2 separate regions of the Zea mays genome follow, and region 1 is linked to region 2. A link is a contact called in public Hi-C data. All regions are on one chromosome and are shown on one strand. The core of a region is the stretch at or near the end of the contact, and the rest is flanking DNA. Distances in the headings are between cores, read along the strand shown.

Evidence for each region. A called contact is a pair of places that touch in the nucleus more often than the background predicts.
Region 1: a Hi-C map of leaf shows a contact between it and region 2, with 5 times the contacts expected there. The contact joins the enhancer-like site here to the promoter of LOC100502407 in region 2. A contact is called at or near these places in 8 of 25 Hi-C or Micro-C datasets (bundle sheath, ear, endosperm and 2 more).

What each region holds. Positions count from the first base shown.
Region 1 is chr1:185,019,774-185,025,521 of Zm-B73-REFERENCE-NAM-5.0, reverse strand. LOC100383969 reads left to right here. Exons shown (of 22, transcript NM_001362235.1): 19 at 24-242; 20 at 352-558; 21 at 633-891; 22 at 994-1,779. The coding sequence ends at 1,643. Among protein-coding and RNA genes, the nearest start is that of LOC100383969, 19 kb to the left of the region's middle. Within about 2 kb of position 1,696, at least 8 of the 20 cell types and tissues checked have an H3K27ac peak or open chromatin away from gene starts, as enhancers often do. A contact at or near this core is called in endosperm and leaf, where this site is marked.
Region 2 is chr1:184,922,542-184,929,140 of Zm-B73-REFERENCE-NAM-5.0, reverse strand. LOC100502407 reads left to right here and starts at 3,027. Exons shown (of 15, transcript XR_004855405.1): 1 at 3,027-3,448; 2 at 3,869-4,857; 3 at 4,966-5,147; 4 at 5,258-5,490; 5 at 5,573-5,641; 6 at 6,022-6,094; 7 at 6,597-6,599.

The sequences.
Region 1 (5,748 bases), core at 447-2,946, 98 kb before region 2:
AGCCATGCTAATTCACTTGGCAGACAGACTTGAAGAAGTTGCAGAGGAATCCACCAATAGTGAAAATGCCAAGAGTCAGTGATCTTCTGAACACTCATCCTTTAGTTGGCGCGCTGCCTGCTGCTGTACGTGATACTTTGCTAAGCAATACGAAGGAAACCCTGCGAGGGCAGGGCACAACGCTGTATAGAGAAGGATCCAGGCCAACCGGTATCTGGCTTGTTTCTATTGGTGTAGTGAAGGTCTGTCCGCGCCTCAACAACACTAGACAAAATTCTGTTGGGGAAGAATTGTTCGTTCTAATGAGCATTTTATTCCCCCACTTTTTTTAAAAAAAATTTCCAACAACAGTGGACAAGTCAGAGATTAAGCAGAAGGCATTCCTTGGATCCAATTTTATCGCATGGGAGCACTCTGGGTCTGTATGAGGTGCTGATTGGAAAGCCATATATCTGTGACATGACCACAGATTCGATGGTACAGTGTTTCTTCATCGAAACTGAAAAGATAGAAGAGCTGCTCCATTCAGATCCTTCGATTGAGATTTTCCTGTGGCAGGTAATAAATAAATACTTACTCATACTACACATACACTAGTAGTAGTATAGTAAATCATGGATGGATGTTGGCAGGAAAGTGCTCTGGTGCTTGCCAGGCTTTTGGTCCCTCATAGATTCGAGAAAATGGGAATGCATGAGATGAGGGTTCTGGTTGCTGAAAGGTCGACGATGAACATATACATCAAGGGAGAAGACTTGGAAGTGGAGCAGAATTGCATTGGCATTTTGCTGGAAGGGTTCTTGAAGATCGAGAACCTGACTCTCATCACGCCCCCAGCGTTGCTTCTGCCATGGAATGCTGACTTGAGCTTATTCGGTCTCGAGTCCTCAGGTCTCTTTATTATTTATTAATTACTACATACGTATGTTTTTTTGCCTAAACAAATGAAGAGACGAAGAAAGGCTCTGAGCTCTGTCTGTCTGTGGGGTATAGACTACTGCCATACTGCACGCAGGTATCAGGTGGAAGCCAGAGCGCGGATCATCTTCTTCGACGAGGCAGAGGCCGCCCATCTTCATGTTCAGACAAGTGCGTCGCTGCCCCAAGGTGAGCCAGCACGGAGCATGAGCAAGGAGCACAGCGGCTTGCTCAGCTGGCCCGAGAGCTTCCGGAGGTCTCGTGGCAGCCTAGGCTTAGCAGCTGAGATGCTGCCGGGCGGCTTGTCTTCCAGGGCCCTGCAACTGAGCATGTACGGGGGCAGCGTGGTGAGCCTCTCCTCCGGCCAGCAGGGTCACCGGCGGCAGAGGCCACGTCATCGCGTGCAGGCGGCCACGACGATGACAAACCAGAAGAAGCACAGCTCTTCCTACCCCAGGATGCCATCCATATCCAAGGAGCGGCATCTGCTCTCCGTGCAGTCGGAGGGCTCCAACATGAAGAGAGTGGCAGCTCTACCTGAGGTTGCTGCCACCGCTCCTGCTCCGGCAGGGGCAGCACAGGGGCAGCGGAGGGCTATGAACTTGCAGGAGGAATACAACTCGAGCGAAGACTCCGCCGGCGAAGAAGTCATCGTCAGAGTTGACTCGCCCAGCATGCTCTCTTTCCGTGAGTCCACCGCCGTGCCTCCGCCCCAGGAGCAGTAGCTGGATGCCTGGATGTGGTCTTCTCTTCTCGTGTATTGTATTGTACTGTATGTATTGTATCAGGGAAGCTTTGGCGCAGTGGTGTGGTGTGGTGTGGTGTGGTAAACAAAATAAATAAAACACATTTCCGCGTTCCATATTTTCTCTTCATGATCACCGAATAAATAAAAGAAACAGAGACAATGATGCGGAAGAAAAATGCGCTCTTTCTGTCTGGACCCGCCGCCGCCTCAACTTACGAGACCAACAAAAACTGGGTGCAACCCATTCTTCTTCCTCGGACTAATGACACCGCAAGTCCGCAACTCATGGAAACTCGTGCCGGTAGCAGCTCAAAAACAACTAGGTCAGCAACAGACAGAACATCATTGATCTGTGCACCTCTATGAATCATCTTATTTCCATCTTGTTTTCTTGCTATGCCTAGATCCTTTACCTCCTTTGTGTCTTCCTTCAACTGTTCTAATACATTCTCTAGGCCAGCAACTAGGACGAGTACTTTGGACACTTATTCAGCATTGCTATCTATTACTGAATTGTGTGTCACAAATATATATATATATATATATATATATATATATATATATATATATTAGTGAGCCTTTCTAAAGCTCCAACATTGTCTCGAGCAGAACAGGTACTTATTCACACCTTTTGCTTGTTTCTTTGTTTCTATTTTGTACTAACAATGACAAGAACATTTCATCCGAAGCTCCGTGACATGATGAGAGTTATGATGCACTCAACATGAACACTGAAAGGTTTAAGAGAGTTTTAGGACTTGTTGAACAGATGGACACGATGGAGACTCACCTACCACACCCTACAACTTCTGCAGGTGATTCTATCCATGTTTTTTTCCATCTTATGATGGTATATATGCTAAAAAATATATCGAGTGGGAAACTAAGATAGATTGTCTTTTTCAGAATATTTTATGTGTGAACAGAAAAAGAACAAAAAGGCCCCTAGTGTTTTGACCCATTCTGCTTTATCTTGGTGGGAGTCATTAACTCCATCTGATAAACCACAAACTTGGGCTAATATGAAAATGCTTATGAGAGAACGATTTGTTTCTTCCAATGATGTCATGCCTTCAAATAAACTTGAGTTTCCTTTATTGCATTATGATTGTACTAGTAATTCTTGTGATAAAAAAGAGTTGTGTGATGATTCTTCTATTACTTATATGCCACAACTTGAGCACAAACTTGATATTGTTTCTTCCTATCCTGTAATTGTGCTGAACTTAGAACATTCAATTCTATAACTAGTGTGCATGATGAGCTGAACTTATTATCTTTTTAAATAGTTTGGGCTATATTGAATTTGATGTTCCATGTAATCTAAATAATTTAGAGGAGAAACTTTCTTTTAGTGTTGATTTGCTATGGTTATCTAAACATACATATCATGTTATTGGAAGATATAATTAGAAAGTAGAATATATGGTGCATCGAGTATATATTTGTTCAAACATGAAACCTCCTTTTGTCATGAAACAATATGATCAACTAGAGGGTTGTGTTAAAGCTAACCATATCACATCGAGTTCCACTTGTTCTTCTTTGTATGTTTTACAACAACAGGGCCAACTTCAAGAAGGGAGCAAGGTTGGACGACATCAAGCACTACATCAACACCTTTTGCAGGCACCAACAACTTTGAGTTGAGGACGACTCAAAACCAAGAAGGGGAGAATGATGAGTACATGGATATCAACTATATGGTCAAGGTCCAATCAATAATACGGTCCCAAGCTCAAGGGGAGTTGAAGTCCAGTTTATTCGCGAATTCGGTTCGGACTATAGGAGTGGGTCTTGCGAAAACGGGCGCCTAGACTACATACGGACTCCATTTTTGATGTTCTAGATACCGTTGGAAAGTTAAGCAGATAATATTTCTAACCCAATTGGTCCCACATCAATATATAGTTGGAGCTTATCAAAATTGTCATAGCAAGATGATGTCCATAATCTGCCAGAAATCAGTGACGCCTGTTTTTGGGCCTAAAGGACTTGTACATCCTAGGGTTGCTAGGCCACCCCATGGCCATCGCCTGAGTCGAGGATGACTCCAATTTAAGTGGGGGTTAATTATAAGGACATCATTCCCATAAAAACAATGCATGGACCGACAACACGAGCGCGTGCACGAAAGTTGAATCTCCAGGTTCGTTCTGACCTAGTCAATTGTAGTTTAGAGCTTACACTTGCTGTCATGGATGTTTTAATGATTAGGAACTTTGGAGAGGACCATCAAGGACTTGAGAAAGGCTAAGGTGTCAAGGAGGAGCAGCAAGGACGTCCACAAAAGGAAGGAGATCAAGTACGACTCGGTTGCGAATCAATCTTGGGTTCCAGGACTAGTCTGCAGTAAAATGAAAGCTCAGGACGCATCTGGACTCCGATTGCGTCGGACTTGACATGGTTGGAAAGATAAGAAGATTATATAACCAACCCAACTGGTTCCACCTTAAAATTCATCTGGAGTCAACGGGAATTATCGAAACAAAGTCAGCGCTCAGATTATGTTTTGGTGTTGTGACACTGTCTGTTGGGTCGTGTATCATGTTAGAACCCATTAGGGTTACCTCCAGGGGTTGTGCACGCCCCTAATCTCTATTTTAACAGCAGCTTCCACCACATTAGGGTTTTGGTTTTGCATAGATCATATATGTCATCGAACAATATCGTCGTTCATTGGTTTGTGAGACCCCACATCATGATCAATGCAGTTTTGATTGTGTTCTTCTTGTTCTTGCTTGTGTTCTTGATTGCGCTTGCATGGATAAGCCTTCATGGCGAGGTCACTCATGTGTCATGGGTGATACCAACGAAGCAGTGATGCAGTGATTGCGAGCAGTCGTTCACTCAGAGCCTTGGATCATCAACGTCGAGATCTTCACCCAATCAAGTTATCATACTGAAAGGTAAATGTGCCATTGGGCCATTTCTATTGTTTTGGTGATTAGATGCACAACTGAGAGCACCTAGAGGGGGGTGAATACGTGATCCTGTAAAATCAAACACTAATAGCCACAAAACTTAGTTTAAAGTGTTAATACGGCTAAGTAGCTTTGAAGCGAGTTCTTGTGAACCAAATAATCACATAGATAGCAACATAAGAGACACACGATTTTTATCCCGTGGTTCGGCCAAGTAACACTTGCCTACTTCCACGTTGTGGCGTCCCAATGGACGAGGGTTGCACTCAACCCCTTTCAAGTGATCCGATGATCAACTTGAATACCACGGTCTTTTCTTTTAGAGTATGTTTCCCATTTGCGAGGAATCTCCACAATTTGGAGTCTCTCGCCCTTACAATTGAGATCACAAAGAAAGCACAGAGTAAGGTTGGGGAGAGCAACACACACAAGACTCAAATCCGCAGCACAACAACGCACACAAGTGAGAACGTGAGCACACAAACACAGCGCGAGGAGTTTACAACTCGAATAGTGCTCAAATCTCAAGAACGATGATCCAATTGCGTGAAAGCGGAGTCTAGATGTCTTAGGATGTTTCTTATAAGCTTGGTGTACTCCTCCATGCGCCTAGGGGTCCCTTTTATAGTCCCAAGGCAGCTAGGAGCCGTTGGAGGCCAACTTGGAAAGCCAAACTTGCCTTCTGTCGGGTGGTGCACCGGACAGTCATTGTGGTTGTCTGGTGCGCGATCTCCTTCCTTATCTGGCGCATCCGACCGTTGGTCCTCGGGGTTGGTTGGCGCACCGGACACTGTCCGGTGTGCCCAACCGACCGTTGCTGCGGGCCACGCGTCGCCCGCGGATTGCGTAGCCGACCATTGGCGCTGGCGACCATTGGCTCACCGGACAGTCCGGTGCACCACCGGACAGTCCGGTGAATTATAGTCGTACGCCTCTGCGTTTTCTCGAGAGCAGCCAGTTCAACGCTGGCCAGCCTGGTGCATCGGACACTGTCTGGTGCACCACCAGACAGTCCGGTGTGCCAGGCCCGAGCAGATACTTGGTTGTTCACAGCCAAGTCTTTTCCGATGCTTTCTTCTTTTGTTGGCCCTGTTTCTAGCACTTAGACAAATACATTAGTATACCAAAATAATATACTAAGTCTAGAAACATACCTTA
Region 2 (6,599 bases), core at 1,778-4,277:
AATGAATACCTCAAGGCAGAAGAAGATATCAACAAGGATCAAAGGAAAGCCAAATATAGCTAGTGAGGTACAAGTCTAATCGACAGAAGCATTGAAGCACGAAGTGATATGAAGAATAGCCAAAGGCCATCTATCGAACGTCCAATCAGTCGCAGACCAAATAAATTGCAGGACCTAGCAAGATATAGACAGATCTCGTGCTCGATTTTGAAGACAAAAACGAATGCTGACCTCTAAAGCATAATGTTGATGATATAATGTTGATCTCTAAAGCATTATGTGGATTCCAATGTGACAGCGAAGACCTTTGAGCGGATTATTTTCAAAAATCCACTCAAAGCTCGGGGGCTACACCCATACTTCAAAGTTCTACAGTGCAAAATGCTGACCTCTGAAGCATGAACCTAAGACAGAACACCAAATTCCGAGGAATAATAGCGGAAGAAGACAGTAAAAGATCGTTTTTACCGGATCACTCAGAGTTCAGAAGTAGTGACCCGACAGGCTTATTTCCAAGGCATTTCTTGTTAAAATCAAAGACTGTAAGCTGGACCTAGGATCTTTAGACCGGTTATTTCAAAATCAACCCAAAGATCGGGGCTTGTGGGGGACGGATATCCCCGGGTCCACCAGAAGGACAAGATACCTCGCGAGGGGCCCGTGGGCCCAATAATCCGCGAGGTCACCCCTTCGTGGGCCTGGAAGGAACGTCCAATAAAGCGGATTGACACAAGACCAGATCGACGCAGGCCCAGACGGCCCGATGGATTTGAGCAGTGATCGCAACAGTGACCCAACCTTCCCGTGCAGGGGCCCCGTACATCGGAACTGAGCGAGGATGGGTCGGCTGAATTATAGGAAGATAGACTCAGTCAGTTCACTATTACTTATGCACCCGTTGTTATCATATCCACATGTAATGCCCTACGATCGAGTATATAAGGCCTAGGGGGCACCCCTTCAAGACGATCTACCTCATTACTTAGCCATCCACCCCGGCTCTCTACGTCTCCAACACTAGGGAACCTCCTTGTAACCCACCACATAAAGTACTCACGCCAGGACGTAGGGTGTTACACATCTCAAAGCAGCCCGAACCTGTACACAACTGTCCATTGTTTCTCGTGCATCTAGCACGAACCATCGAGCTACAGTCGGTAACACCGTCCTACTCCAAAAGCACCTTGAGGGGCAACCCCGGGTGCGCGGTCGGACCCAAAACACCGACAGATCCCACACGCGTGGACCTGTAGCTAGCGCAGAGTTGAAGCGGGCGGCCGGTGCGTCGCCCAAAACCAGTGGCAGACCCAGAAATTGACCAAGATCCAGACCGAAGTGATCATAAACTTCCAACATTAACATATAATAAAAATATGTAGGACAAAAAATACATTATCATAGATGTTAAAGATAGGATACATGTTATGATATGGTTTCTCCTTTAAACACATCATGTCGACATCAGCAATAGTGTTTTTTGCTCCATAATTTTAAAGAGAACCACATTAAAAATAATTGTAATATTTTGTGCCTCTTCTTCACTTTCAATTTCAATTTACGCTAATGCTGCTTCTTTTGTTCGAAACATTTTACTAACACAATAAATCTCTACACAATCTATTTATGAGACACAATCATGATTATAATAATTAGAAACCATATGCTCAGCCATAACTAACAACTTAGTACATAACTGATGAGAAGAATGATCTATAGTCCACTTATACTCGTAGTAGCGACTGACCCTATTATGTGGAGCCTCCAGTCGTGCTCGCTCTGCTCTGCTCGATGCTTCCACTTCTAACAGCCCCCATGCAAACGCTCAGGCTCAGCCGAGCCTGCTCTGCTTTCTAGACTACGAGCGGCGCGATGTTGAGACTTGGGTACCTCTGCCCGAAACACATGATCGTCGATTTTAAAAACCGGTGCATTATCTCTATTTCTATCTCTTCTCTACTATATTAAAACACCCGTTTAAAAAATCGTCCTGCGTTATTTTTTTTTGCAAAAAAGGACCCTTATATATTTTGGAATGAACCCGCCTTTCTGCCATCTACACATATGCACCGTCTGTTCTATCGCCCCACGCCATCCAACTGCGCATGCCCTCTCCCCGTATCGCGCCCGGCGTAACCGCCCTAGCTAGCCGCCGGTTCTGCGACCGCCGCTCCTTTAACAGAAAATTTATCTTTACTATTATATAATACATGAGTTTCATCGATTTCTTCGTGCGTCAATGTGCTCCCGCGCGAGCATCCCAGGCCTCCCCGCGCGAGTTTGCGTCTACATTAAAATTTAAGGCATGCAACAAAAATATTAAGTGAGAGCAGTGATCGAACCAACATCCTCTACTACAACAACACTTATATAATTGCATTAAAATTAAGAGAGATCAGTATCGTTAGTCTATGAACTAATAATTATAAAATTTAAAATATAATCACACATGATATATAGAAAACCATCGTAGCCATGTACCGACAATATGGATAAATGCTCAGACTCGTTTACAACTTTTCATATGGATGTGAGGTTTAAATGGTAAAAATAAGAAAAAATATGCAAAATTGTTGGCTATAATCCCACGTTCACATCCACATAGCCACTAGAACACATGTTTTTATGATTTATACTCTATATTTAAGTATACTATAAAGAATTTATAGAAAAAAGAAATAATAAAGATTTTATAAAGCTACCACTAAAGTGGTGGTGAAAGAGTTTAAATGTTAAATAGGATATACAGTTGGATCTAGATCAAATGGACCAAAAGATCTGTTGCACGCTTGCACCTAATAGGTGCTATCGTTGCCGTTAGTAATAGTAATAGTAGAGATAGAGAGTAAAGGTAGAAAGATGATAGCTATAAGTATTAAGTAGAGGTAGAGAGATGATAGATATAAGAATATAGTTTAATTATAAAACTAATTAGACATACTATTATACTAGTATAAAAAACAAAACAAATTTATTAAATATAATAAAGTCTATATATAATATTCGTAATTTAAACCTTTGACATCAATCAACTAAACTAAAACCAATCTCGTTTGTGCTGCCATCATCGGCTCGGTCCGCAGGCGCAACAAAATTCGCATCGGCATCGCAATCTCGCTCGCAGGGAGGAGAGGGGGAGCCTCTAACCCTAACCCTACCTGCCTCTGTCGCAATCGCCATGGCCGCCGGCGGAGAGCCCTCCCCCCTGTCCCCTGCCAAATACTCTCGCTTGCCCGACGACGCCCAGCCCGACGCATCCCCGAAGCGCCGCAAGCGCCACCACCGCCACCACCACCACCACCACCACCGTCGACACCGTCACGCCGATTCCCCGATACCCGAGGCGGCCGACGAAGAGGTAGAGGAGGGGGAGATACTCGACGATGCTTCCTCCGTCTCTGCTATGGAGGTCAATGCCGAGTCCGCCGCCCCACAGTCTTCCCTTGCTCCGGTACATCTCTCTCCGCCTGCTCCCTTCGGTTTGACTTTAACTAGCCCTGGAAGCGCTCCTCGTTACTACAGTATAGACGCATAGTCTCTCGGCTTGCTCATGTATTTAGACTATGTCATGTCAGTTGCTCTCGAGGGTACCACAGCCATCTGAAAAACACACACCACTGACTGGAAGCAACTAATTCGTCTGTAGCAAGATTCTTGTCTTTTCGCAGTCTTGTCCTGGTGAGGTTTTCCAGCTAAGATAGCAAATTGAATGACATCATTGTTGTTCAGGTACAACAGTCTAATCAGGAAATTAGAGGTGCCGGTCTTACTCAATTTCTGCAACGTAGTTAGCATTACTTGGATATCCTTTTTCTGTTTCTCCATGCCAAGTTGGCTAATCTACTTACTGTTTGATATGTTGCAAACGCAGGAGCACTTTGGTAATGGTGCTGATATTAACACAGATGCAACCAAGATGCAAGCTCCTGCTCCGCCTACCCTTCCATCCTCAAAAGATAGAAGGAGGTCACTTCACGGTGCCCCTGAGTCTGAAAGCGGAGGTATCCTATCAAGTGATGCTGAGGATAACAAAGGGCATGGACGGAGGCAAAGTCAAAGTTGTTCAAAATCTCCAAAGCCCAGAAGGGAGAAGGAAAGGAGGCACAAAGATGGGCATCACTCTTCATCTTCAAAAGATCATTATCCCAAAAATCGCTCTAGAGCATCTCCATACTCAAGGCATCAGAGTGAAGCTCATTCAAGAGATCACTTGAGATCTGGAGAAAGAGGTGATGATACTAATGGTTCTGATCGTGAGAGCAATGATCAGAATGGGAAGTCTGGCAGACATACGACTGGGACCCAGGAGAATGAAAGAGAAAGGAGCAGCAGCCATGGTATTCATGATAGACATGGTGATAGGCATAATGACAGACATGGCAGCCAGGAAAGGTACAGAGACGATAGGACATATAGAGACAAAATTGATTCGCTAGAAGCTACTTGGAAGCACAGAGAAAGAAGCAGGAGTCATAGTAGATCGGATCTAAGGGAAAGTACACGTCTTCGTGATCAAAGCCGGGAGAGTGAAAGACGGATTGGTAGTTCAATGCATAGGGATCATGGCAGCAAGAGGGATACAAGTAAACATAGAGAATCTGACAGGGTTAACAGTGCATATGAAAGGGAGAGAGGGAGAGATGCTGGGGACAGGGAATGGCACAGGGTCAAGGGAAGCGAAACTCATAGAGCTAAGGAAGGACGGGACAAAGTTAGCGATAGTGATAGGTACAGGGATTCAACACGCTCGAAATATAGTGTGTCTGATGGCTACAAAGAGAGAACAAGATCTGGGGAGAAAGGTAGAGATGTTGACCGTAAAAACCGAAAGTTTGAAGAAATGAAGGAAAATTATCTCAAGTAAGGCAGTTTTCTCATGACTAACTGACAATTAATTCATTAGCCTGCTTTCTATTTCTTGTTTTGTTTTTTGCATATTTATATTTACTGCTCTTATCTTGGTATTAGGGAGGAAGATGAAGAGAAGTACCAAGAGAAAATAGAACAGCAGTTAGCAATGCAGGAGGAAGAGGACCCTGAAAAAATCAAAGAGGAAGCAAGGAGGAGGAAAGAAGCTATCATGGCGAAGTACAGGCAGCAGCAATCACAGAAGCAGGATATGGAAGCTAAACCAAGCAGCAATGATGAAGGTAACTTGATTATATAATGTTGGGTTCACATAATGCATGACTAACACCTTCACTTTGCCATGTCCATATCAATTTAATTGTTATTGGAAGATATATTGTTGTCTGTGCAGAAGTAAGAGCTATGGATGGAAATGTAACTATGCATCAGAAAGATGATAACGGTAGCAGTTCCACGGGCAATGACAAAGCTGAAAATAAGCATGATTCTTCAGAGGTATTTGATGGCAAAACCGACTTTTCTGTGGGAAAGTCTCCTGCTCAAAATGATACTTCAACTAGCACGGGAGCATTCACTGATGAGAGGACAATAGATGTTTCAGGTCTTGGAGAGGGTTCTCCCAAGGTAATTGTTTCCTGTTATCGAATTCAATAAACATATTAATTCATATCATCCCGAAAACTTACTAGCCTCCTTCATATTCCAGAGTGAGAGATCAGCAGACATGTTTTGTGATGACATTTTCGGAGAATCACCTGCGGGAGTTAGAAAATCGGTATGATTTCTATCCATTCTTCTGCTACTTATGCCATACTATTCTGATCAATACGTCACAAGAAGAGACACTGTTTGATGCAGATGCACACACTAATCTTTCTGAACATGTATTATTTGCATGTTAAAGTAAACTGGTTAATTTTTGAAGATGGAATATTTATGCCTGTTTATTCTTCAATAAAAAGGGCATCCTGGTGCATGTATTCCTACTTGCGCAGGGTCAGGGGAAGAGTTGAACCCATTTGGGTCCATAGTACACAACCTTTCCCAGCATTTGCAAGAGTCTCTCCATGACTCGAAGTCTCGAACCCTGTTTATTCTCCAATATTACTAAAAAATCCTTTGTTTTATTTATTGTCACAAAATCATTGTGTACAGGGCAAGGGTGATGGTTTGCATGTTGAGAGAAATGCTCTTCATGACAACTGGGATGATGCAGATGGGTACTACAGTAAGTTCTGCTATCCTATGTCCATTTTTCTTTGCTAGTTTATTGTTTTCTCTTGTGTCGTGCTGTTATGGTTGCTAGATCGGTGAGGGATTGGAGTTGCTGGCGGAGGCGGGGTGAGGTGCTGTTCACACGTGAATAGTACCCACCAATGAGCCAATGAACAGTAGATCTGTAGAGGGGATTGGGAGGGGGGTCGATGGGCAGGAACGCTGGCCCGGGGGCCTCTGCCCACAGCCGAGCAAGAGGAGGGTTTATCCCTTCTAATTCTTGTCTACTTTATTTTTCATCCATTGATTACATAAATAGGCCGGCTAGCCGCCCCTATCTAGCTAGAGATCCTTGTCTCCTTAAAACTCTCAACAAACTACTAACTGATAACCTTCCTAGATAATCTCAACTAATCTTCTTATCCTTTGACCTGCGCTCCTTGCCGCAGCCCCCTTGGGCCCTGACAGGTCCTGACACGTGCATTCAATCATTTTCTTGTTTTCCTACTCTGCAGCTT